Regions from separate parts of the Mus musculus genome. Here region 2 is linked to region 1. A link is a contact called in public HiChIP or PLAC-seq data. All regions are on one chromosome and are shown on one strand. Each heading gives the region's core, a stretch centred on a gene start, on an enhancer-like site or on the middle of the called end of the contact. The rest is flanking DNA. Distances are from core to core; before and after follow the strand shown.

Region 1 (5,338 bases), core at 880-3,379:
TGATCAACTGCACTTGATCATGAAGCCTGTTGTGGAGTGAGTGATATACCCAGCTTCACTCAACTGGAGGAAACTTACTTTCCGTCTCCCAGCAGGTACAAATGATAATTCAGTTAACTCTTACTCTTAGTGGCTAGGTTTTCATTCATTCATTCATTCATTCATTTCTTAAAAGAATATAGCAAAATAAAAGACAAAGTGAAAACTATCACATTGAAGCTGGACAAGACAAAAGAGAAGGAAAAGAGCCCACAAGAAGGCACAAGAATCAGAGACCCACTCATTCACACGCTCAGGAGTCCCAGAAACACACTAAACTGGAAGCTAGAGTATAAGCACACAGGACCTGATGCAGAGCTGTGCAGGCCGTGTGCACAGGGCTTCAGTCTCTGAGGACTCATGACCTTTGCTCATGTTGATTTAGAAGGCCTGGTTATCTTGCTGTCCTCCGTCCCCTCTGGCTCTGAGGGGACGGATTTGCTGGAGACAAACCATTTAGAGCTGAATGTTCCGAGGTCTCTCACTCTCTGTGTAAAGTCTGGCTGTGGGCCTTGATTTGTCTTTAACGAGATCAGGGGGCCAGGAATGATGGGTTATGCTTACAATTCCAGCACTCAGGAGGCTGAGACAGGAGGACTCTCATGAGTTTGAGGCCAGTTTAGGATACACAATGCCCAGCTGGGCCACTGCGTAAGACCTTATCTCAATAAAGAACCACAGGGGCTTGGAGGCTATATAGTTCAGTAGCACAGCACTTTCCTAACATGTCCTAGGCCCATAATTCATTCTCCAGCACATTAAAAACAAAACAGAAAATCTGGTTCTATATGTATTTACATGCATCTGTTTATTTATGTATTTATGTGCACAGGTATTTTTCCTGCGTGTATGTCTGTGCACCGTGTGTGTGTGTGTGTGTGTATGTGAGAGAGAGAGAGAGAGGGAGAGAGAGAGAGAGAGAGAGAGAGAGAGAGAGAGGGAGAGAGAGAGAGAGAGAAAGAGAGGAGTTACAGACAGTTGTTAGCGGCCATGTAGGTGCTGGGAATTGAACGTAGGCCCTCTAGAAGAGCAGAATGAGCGGGTTAGCCATTTCTCCAGCCCCATGTACCTAGTTCTTAATGAGGAAAAAAAAAACTTATGTGGAAGCCTTATATATAAATGGCTTCCATCACCACTAAAGCTGTGAGAATCTGGTCATATGAGAATCTGGTCATATGGGCTGGGCTAAGAAGTAATGTTGTGCTTGTCCACCGTGCAAGAGTTCAACATAGCATTAAAAAAAAAAAATTCAGTCAAATGCCCACTGAGTTCTGAAGTAGTGGCCCTCAGCTGTAATCCTAGCAACCAGGAGGTGGAGGCAGGAGGATCTTAAATTCAAGGTCATCCTGGATTACACGCTGTGCTGCAAGGCAGCAGGGGGTGTAGCTCTGTGGGAAGGTACTAATTACCTACGCAAAGTCCTAGATTTCAGTTCTAGCACTGTGAAAGTCTACTATTTATTCAAACATACATTTTATAAAACACATCTTAAGATGCCACCGTAGCGTTCCTGACTTTACCAACCAGGTTATTCAACTTGGTTCCCCAATGCCTTCAAACTCCCTGGACTCTAATGAAGTGGGTTTTACTATTTGGGAGGTTGGGGGGCATTGAACCTTTTGAGGATCCGATGAAAACCTATAATCGTGTTCCCCTAAAGGCGAAACGTTGCCCACTATTTCTGAAATTTCATAAACTTTAGTCTCCTCAGTCAATCTCGAGAAGCCTATTTCCCGTTACCAAACGGAACATACATTCACTTCCGCAGCCCCGCGGCCTCAAACAAAAAATCAAAGTCAATTTCAGTTCAAAGCATCAAACCAACCAACGAACCCAGCTCGAAACTGAGCATCCCCCGACTGAGGCTGGAGGCGCGCGATGGCGTCTGTGGATCACGCAAATCGGAAAGCATAGTCTGTCAAGTTAAAAGGCGTACGTGTCCTGTCCCTCGGGAACGACGACCACTTACGAGACACTGTCATGGCTGTAACCGATTTTGGCGTTGTAAGCTCCATTATCCAGAACTAGGGTCGTCATTTCGGCACGCACCACGCTGCAGCGGAGTCGCTTTCCCACTGTTTGAATCTCCTCTGCTCAGGCTTCTTCCGGTACTCTATGGTCGATGGGGGCGTGGCCGTGGCGTAAACTTCCGGTTACCCTGACAACGGAGTACGCCAGAAGTCGAGCAGCGGAGCAGCCCTTCCTGTGCTTGTATCCAGTTTTCAAATGCATCGATTTTCGGTGGCAGCGACATTCCGTAGTAGAAACTGCTAAGTACTTTATTTCTTTTGATTTTCTTTACTGCGCACATTGGCGAGTGGAAGCTTTTTGTGAGCCCTTTGGTGGGCTGCGTGTGCGTGTATCTGATTAGAGTTGTTAAGACACTCCGAGCCTTGAAGAATTGAGTATGAAACCATACGCATCGTGGAACTGGATACGAAGTCTCTTCAGCCTCACCTTCATTTCTTGGCACTCGTCATCAGGTTATAGAATTTGGTCACAATAAATTATGTATGGGCTGTGTTGTTATCTGCGTTGTGCTTTAACTTATTTGCACATTCCCCAACGAATCCCCCTGCTTGTTCTCCGCTACTTATTTATGTATCCTATCTACAAAGGACTTCTTGACATCTGACATGTTCCTTGTCTGCTCTGACTCCTGGAATTAGATATCGTTCCTGGGTGTTTCTGTACAACGGAGAGCTTGTGTTTCATAATGTTAAGAAAAAGTTTTGGAGTTGAGCGTAATGGTACACGCCTTTAATCCCAGCACTCGGGAGACAGAGGGAGGTGGCTCTCTGGGTGTTCAAAACCAGCCTGGTTTACGTAGGACAGCCAGACATACACGATACAGAGAGTCTCTCTCAAAATGTTTTGATTGGAATGTAGACTCTGCTACAAAATAATCTCGGGTAATGAATCTGATATAAATGAATACACAGCCATGCTTAAGAGTAAGTTAGCTACACAGAGAAACCCTGTCTCAAAAAAACCAAAACCAAAACAAAAAAAAAAAAAAAAAAGAGAGAGTAAGCTGTTTCACTTTCTTTACACGTATTAACTAGTGTTTAAAACTCCAGGAGATAAAGAGATGAGAGTGTGGCCTTCTAATTTTAAACTGTGACTATGACATTAAAAACATATAAGCGGGCTGGAGAGACGGCTCAGAGGATAAGAGCACTGACTGCTCGTCCGAAGGTCCTGAGTTCAAATCCCAGCAACCACATAGTGGCTCACAATCACCTGTAATGAGATCTGATACCCTCTTCTGGTGCATCTGAAGTCAGCTACAGTGTACTTATGTATAATAATAAATAAATCTTAAAAAAAATGTTTAAACTAAGCCGGGCGGTGGTGGCGGACATCTTTAATCCCAGCACTTGGGAGGCAGAGGCAGGCAGATTTCTGAGTTCAAGGCCAGCCTGGTCTACAAGTGAGTTCCAGGACAGCCAGGGCTATACAGAGAAACCCTGTCTCAAAAAAAAAAAAAAAAAAAAAAAAAAGAAAAAAGAAAAAAAAAGAAAAAAGAAAAAAATGTTTAAGCAACTTAATGACCCTTGGGTTATCTAAATTATAAAATAAACTAATATGACTCTCACTATGTTATAGAATGGTTTAATATTAGTGTTAGAAGTCAAGCACCTACCTGTCAATAGATACTGTTATCATTTTTTTTAGTTTGCTTAATATTTATTTTGAGATAGGGTTTAACATAGCCCAGGCTGGCTTCAAATTTACTATATAGAAGGGCGCTCTTGAACTTGGGATCCTCCTGTCTCCGCCTGCAGGAGTTCTGGAATTACAGGCCTGCGCAACCTTGCCTGGATTGTCTGGTACTGAGGACAAAACCCCAGGGCTTCATGCACCTTCTGTCAACCTGCCTAACCATCAAACTCCTTCAAATCAGGCAGAGTATTCTATTGATAATCTCTACTGATATATATTAAAAAGTTAATTAGGGTCAGGCAGTACTGGTGCACACCTTTAATCCCAGCACTGGTGGGGAAGAGGATGGAGCAGCTGGATCTCTGAGTTCGAGGCCAGCCTGGTCTAAAGAGCTAGTTCCAAGACAGCCAGGGCTACACAGAGAAATTCTGTCTTGACACCAAACAAACAAACAAACAAATAAAAGAAGTAAATGAGGGCGTGGGGACGAAGCTCAGTGGTGGAATTGCTCTCTCAACGTTTTCAAGGGGTCTGGGTTCTGATCTCTAGCACTAGAAATAAAATGAAAACCTTTCTGAATGTCTAAGGTTAATTCTGACCAACATCAACACTCTATTTTATCCAATTCAGTTAGTAAGGTGGTAAGAACTCAGGCTGAGGCAGGGTGACCACCTGCTCCAGCCCAACTTGGGAGACATATCAAGGCCAGGGATGGTACTTTCAAAACCAGCAAACTAAGCTCGACAGAACAAAAAAGTGATCAGCTCTTTTTCTGCAGTCAAGTGGCACAGCTCTTTTAAATCTTCTCTCACACAGCAACCGTCATTTCTATTTGTCTCTCATCCTTAAACTATGCACTTTCAATCCTGTTTCTCCTCCTGTGCGACAACCCTTTCTTATTTAAACATTGTTTTGGCTTTCCTCACCAAATTTTACATGCTTTTTGATCAAGATTATTCTTGGTCTTGACTTTAGTTATTATTGAATAAGATACATCCTAAACCAGAAATTCCTATCTTAATTGTTTCCACACCCAAATCCTTAAACACAGGGAACGTAACACTGCATATTACTTTTCCATAATGGCTTGTCCCACCCGCTGAACTCATCTCAGGCATTGCTGTTCCACCAAGCTCCACTCCGTGCTCCAAGCTAGAAACTTCAATTACTGCCAACTCTTCAGTCTCTGGAATCTATGATTGATCTGGCTTCCTCATCTCTCGCCTGAAACAGTGCCACCACCTTCTCGGTGCCCTTCCTGCCTCCGTTCTCTTTTCTCCTCTGAAATGAAAGCATAATTATTAGTAAATATTCTTATAAATCAGAAATCTGGTTAGCCTCCTGTTATCTGGTTATATTGACTGCCAACCTGGCAAGATATAGAATCAGCCAGGAGACAGATTTCCATGCATGTATGTGCAGGATTATTCTAGTTTGGTTAATTGTGTCATGAAGACCTGTACTGGCTTCCAGACTGAAATGATTAAGTGTTTCCTGATTCCCGACTATGGAGACTTTGTGACCACTTGCCTTCATCACCTGCCACCGTGACTTCCCCATCATAACTACACCTTCCAACTGTGAGCCAAATACAGACACTTTCCCCCTTAAGAGAATTTTGTCAGGTATTGCA
Region 2 (5,049 bases), core at 2,493-4,992, 140 kb after region 1:
TCCCCCCCACTCCCCTACCCACCCACTCCCACTTCTTGGCCCTGGCGTTCCCCTGTACTGGGGCATATAAAGTTTGCAAGTCCAATGGGCCTCTCTTTGCAGTGATGGCCGACTAGGCCATCTTCTGCTACATATGCAGCTAGAGACAAGAGCTCCAGGGTACTGGTTAGTTCATATTGTTGTTCCACCTATAGGGTTGCAGATCCCTTTAGCTCCTTGAGTACTTTCTCTAGCTCCTCCATTGGGGGCCCTGTGATCCATCCAATAGCTGACTATGAGCATCCACTTCTGCACACACACTTCTTAGCTTGCTTAAAATTATTTATAATTTCATTTGTGTACACCATAATTTAAAATAAGGAATTTAAAAGAAGTAAGGTCTACATTACTTTTTAAAAGCAATTATATCTACTTCCTAGCCCTAAAATCAGAATAAAATAAGAATCTCTGTATTTCATCACAAGAATACATTGTTAGGACGGGGAAGCCCAGTAGAGATGAATTCCAAACTTTTATGTAACAAAGTTAGATCCAGATTGACTAGTTGGCTTCCAAGATTTAATGCTTCTTTCTACCACTCACAGATGCAAAAATGTTTGATGAAATCTGGACACTTACAAAACATTCTAGTTATCTAGCCTCTTTGGATTTTTCGAATAATGTTTTCTCTTTTAATTTGCCAGCTTATTCTCATTTAGTGGAAGCCCTTTTCCTCTTCAATAGGAAGTTAGAAATTATCTAAAATAAAAAGTGTAGAGTAGAAAAATTGCATTTGAATATCATATGTCAGCAGAGTGCCTGGAACTGATCTATGATTCGATATTGGTTGATATTTCAGCTTTGGTCATCTGAGTACTTACAGGGTATTCTGGGAAAAGTTTGTTTTGTTCAGGAGACAAACAGTAGTAAGGAAGAAAGGGATTTTCTTGTGCATAATGAATTCATGACTACTCATTTCTTGTTTCACGAACGGTTTAGCTAGGCCTGTTATGTCAGGGGGCATATATCATCTTCTCATTAAAATAGATTTTAAAATGAAAAGGAAAAACAAAATGTCAGACAGTCAAACTCTATACCCTCTGGGGATCCTGCAAGGAGAAGCTACAAATTTACCTGATGCTCTGAGCCACTGAAATAAAATTTTAGAAAACTGAGCTACAGAAAAACACTCTAATTTACTCTATCTATCTATCTATCTATCTATCTATCTATCTATCTATCTATCTATCTATCCATCCATCCATCCATCTATCTATCTATCTATCTATCTATCTATCTATCTATCTGAATGTCTTTTGAGTTTCCCTGTTGTTTACCTAAAGTTTTGGCCTAAGTGGCAGGGAGTCCTGGATCTGTCTTATCATAGTTTCCAATGATGTGACTTTGAGCTCATCAGTTTCCTCGTATGCGCACTAAGGATAAAAGAGGTACCTCTGACTCCACAGAAAAGTGAAATGCACACATGATAGTCTCATAGTCTACAGAAATTTTGTTGAGTACTGAAACAAAAAGTGTAGAAAGCATTTAGTACATATGGCTTCTGGCATGTGGTAACTGCTCATCAAATGTTTGTAAGAATTAATTTCTGTGTAATTTGCTATTCAATGGGGTCTCAGGTTGGGATCTGAATTAAGTCAGTTCTAGGATCCAGCTGTTAACTTTTTCCATTTATTTTAAAGATATATTTCTAATTCTGTGTGTGTATGTGGGTATGCACACATAATTGTCAGGCCTGTGGAGGCCAGACGATCTGGGTTCTCTACAGGTGGAGTTACACAAAGTTGTCAGCCACTCGATATGGGTGCTAGGAACAGAACTGATTCTCTGCAAGAGCAGGAAATACTCTTCTCAGGAAATACTATCTCTCAGACTATCTATCTATCTATCTATCTATTTATTTAATGGAAGCACACAGGTGTGTGTGTGTGTGTGTGTGTGTGTGTGTGTGTGTGTGTGTATGGAGACCAGAGGACAACTTGTGGGAGCTATTTTTCTCCTTTTTTTTTAAAAAAGATTTTTATTTATTTATATGTAAGTACACTGTAGCTGTCTTCAGACACTCCAGAGGGAGTCAGATGGTTGTGAACCTCCATGTGGTTGCTGGGATTTGAACTCTGTACCTTCGGAAGAGCAGTCGGGTGCTCTTGCCCACTGAGCCATCTCACCAGCCCCTATTTTTCTCCTTTTTACTATGAGGGCTGGGGAGACTGAACTCAGGTCTTCTGGCTTAGCACATTTACCTGCTGAGGCATCTTACTAGCTCCCAGGTCCAGTTTGTCAGCCAACGACTGTGTGGCATCTTGTCCCTTTCTGGACCTCTCCTTTAGTTCTAAAGTAATATACAGTAATAATATCCAGTTCGTTGGGTTGTTGTAAGCAAAATGACAATCACATCTTTTCCTATCAACTGACCACAAGCTGTCACAGGAAGTTTCAAAAGAAAATAAGCATGCGTTCTCTGCCACGAGCAAGGAAAACATCCAACAAAATCAAGGCAGTCATACACAATGAACTGCTGATGATATATGCAAATCAAAGCAGCTCTCTCATCCATGCCCATTTATATTTTTCCTAGGGTGGATGTGGAAGAATTTCCAATGAGAACCCTTTTTCTGGTATTTGCACAAGTCAGCAGCTCTCCAAAGCCCGAGTAAAATTCAGGCTGATTAAAGACCCTAAAAAACCTGCAAAAGTCACAAGGCATTCAGTGGTTCAGAAACTAGGATAAACCAAACCTCTTCAGCTTCTTCCAAGGACGGACATCTCAGACTCTCACCAGAGAGGTAAAGCAAGAGGATGAAATATCCTTCAAGTCCCCCGGACTGGGACAGAAACTGCAGCAAAAGCGCCTCTTCTCAGCACCTCGTTCTCCATCACCTCCTAGTGGAAGATTTTCCCCAAGTCTGGTTACTGACTCTGGGCTTCAGGCAGAGAAGGCGCCTCAGCAGCTAGCGGGGTGATCTCCAGTACTCACACAGTTAAACCTCTTCAGAGACGGGAGAAGGGAGCAGAAGCGGGGTGGGGGGTGGGGGGAGAAGAGAGAGGAGGGAGAGGGAGCAAAGAGCGGGGAAGGAGGGAGGAGAGCGGAGGGAGCACGGAGGAGGGAGCAAGGAGGACCCCGCCCACTGGCACAGAACTGCACCCCCCCCCCAACCCCCCGCCCGCCCCACGGTCGGCCCCGGGCCGCACCTGCCGCGCGCACACGCCCCCCGCGCGCCGAGCCTCCGAGCCGCCGCCGCCGCCGCCGCCCTCCGCACGCACCCGCCGCGGCTCGTCCGCACAGCCCAGCCTCGGCGCGGGCCGCAGCCACCCCAGCCGCGGGCCGCGGCCGTCGTCCCCGTGTAAGCCCCGAGCCCGCCGGGCGCGGAACCCAGGTGGATCCAGGCTGGGCGTTTGTACGCACGGGCCTCCGCTGCCGTGGTTCGATACCCTCTAGCTCTGGGGAGGACGCGCTCGACTCGCTCCCTCCTCATCAGCCTCAGAGCGCTCCTTGAGCTCCTCAGTGCCGGAGCATCCTCCCCGCTGCTCAGCATCCTCCTGTCAGCGCCGGAGCATCCTGCTCAGGGCTCGGCGTTCTCTGAGCTCAGCATCCTCCTTCCGTTCCTCGGCAGCGCCCGGGCCCGGTCCCCACCCGCTCGCACCCCACCCGCGGGAAGGAGGCCTCGGGAATGCAGGGGAGTGGCTGTGGGGGCGCGTCGCCGCTTGGCCAGCCCCTCTGCCCAAACACAGGCTGCTCCCCATTGTAGAAGCTGCGCGGAGAGAAGGAGGACGGCGTGCTGCTCCCTGCGCGGGGCTGCAGGGAATAAGCCCGGGCATCCTTATAGGGTGGGGCGGGGAGGGCCCTGGCTTTTGGGGAGTGGACCTGGAGCAGGGAAAGGACTCTGTAGCGGACTCGGTGAGAGACTATGGGGAAGGACCAGGAGCTGCTGGAAGCTGCTCGTACTGGCAATGTGGCTCTGGTGGAGAAACTCCTATCTGGCAGGAAAGGAGGGATCCTGGGTGGTGGATCCGGACCTCTGCCCCTGTCTAATCTGCTAAGGTAAGAACTGGCACTCACTGCGGGCTCGGGGTGGTGGTGGTGGTATGCACACCCCTCGTTAGCATTGTGATGGGTACGTTCTCTCCTCAGGGTATATTGCACCTGGAGGTGTCAGCGATTCATTCTTAAATTAGACAGGAAAACAGACCGTGTGTGTGAAGAGGAGGCAAGAGCCTCCCAGTTAGACCGATGCTTTAGACTCTTGGAGTAATTTTAAAATAGCTTTTCCATCAATGCGTCAATCAGCTACTTTTCTCTAAACCGTGGTGCAGAACTTGTACATGTACTGGTGTTGCTAGAAGGAAATCGGCATGCCTGGTACTGTTTGTGTTTGCAGCTGTGAAAGCCCACCCCCTACTATTTGGCTATTTAAATGAGAAGCTTGTTGGATGCTTGCAGTTATCCTGCGAAAGCCACCGACTCCCTGGATTGCTGCTTCCTTCTTGGGCAGAAAGCATCAGCAGTGGGTAACGATCCCACAAAAACAAAGCCAGGGAACCTTCTGAGATGTCAATCAGGAGTGTGTAAAACTTGATGAGGCAGGTTGGGCAGCTTTAGTTTACTTTCAGTTTCCCAGACACAGCTGAGGGAAACATCCGGCTTGGGAAAGCGTGTGTGGAATAAATACAGCAGAGGCCTTTTAATGTTAACATGTTGCAGGTGAGACGAATATTAGTTCTCAAAGGTTCTTTCTAAGGTGACATTAAAAAAAGTCAAAGTCTTTATTCACCATACTAGAGAGAGCTAGAGAGAGCAGGGTTTGTCTGCATGTTTGAGAAACTATTAAAAGTTGAATTGAACAAATGAAATCTCTTAGGAGGCAGGAAGCCTGAAGAGCACTCAATGAAATTCAAGGAAAGCTCTTTAGTTCTCAAGTCGTGATTGTTCAGTGTGTCTTGTGTATTTTTGGAGGCATCTATCATCATACATAACTCTATCTTAAAACATCTCTTAATGGCAACTTAATGATACTTGTAAAAAAAATTAAAAGCTGGAGTGGTTTTCTTGCT

What was found. HiChIP or PLAC-seq counts read pairs in DNA pulled down with a chosen protein or histone mark.
Region 2: an H3K4me3 HiChIP or PLAC-seq map of forebrain shows a contact between it and region 1, with 4 times the contacts expected there. The contact joins the promoter of Anks1b here to the promoter of Actr6 in region 1. A contact is called at or near these places in 7 of 39 promoter capture datasets (cranial neural crest, frontonasal cranial neural crest, hippocampal neurons and 4 more), 26 of 484 Hi-C or Micro-C datasets (the HL-1 cell line, the N1E-115 cell line, cerebellar granule neurons and 13 more), 6 of 115 datasets of contacts at active chromatin or transcription factors (astrocytes, embryonic forebrain, embryonic stem cells and 2 more) and 2 of 9 other capture datasets (adipose tissue and pancreatic islet).

What each region holds. Positions count from the first base shown.
Region 1 is chr10:89,730,166-89,735,503 of GRCm38.p6, forward strand. It overlaps Actr6 (ARP6 actin-related protein 6), which reads right to left and starts at 2,130. Exons shown (of 11, transcript NM_025914.3): 1 at 2,009-2,130. The coding sequence starts at 2,076.
Region 2 is chr10:89,869,767-89,874,815 of GRCm38.p6, forward strand. Anks1b (ankyrin repeat and sterile alpha motif domain containing 1B) reads left to right here and starts at 3,743. Exons shown (of 27, transcript NM_001359241.1): 1 at 3,743-4,039. The coding sequence starts at 3,906.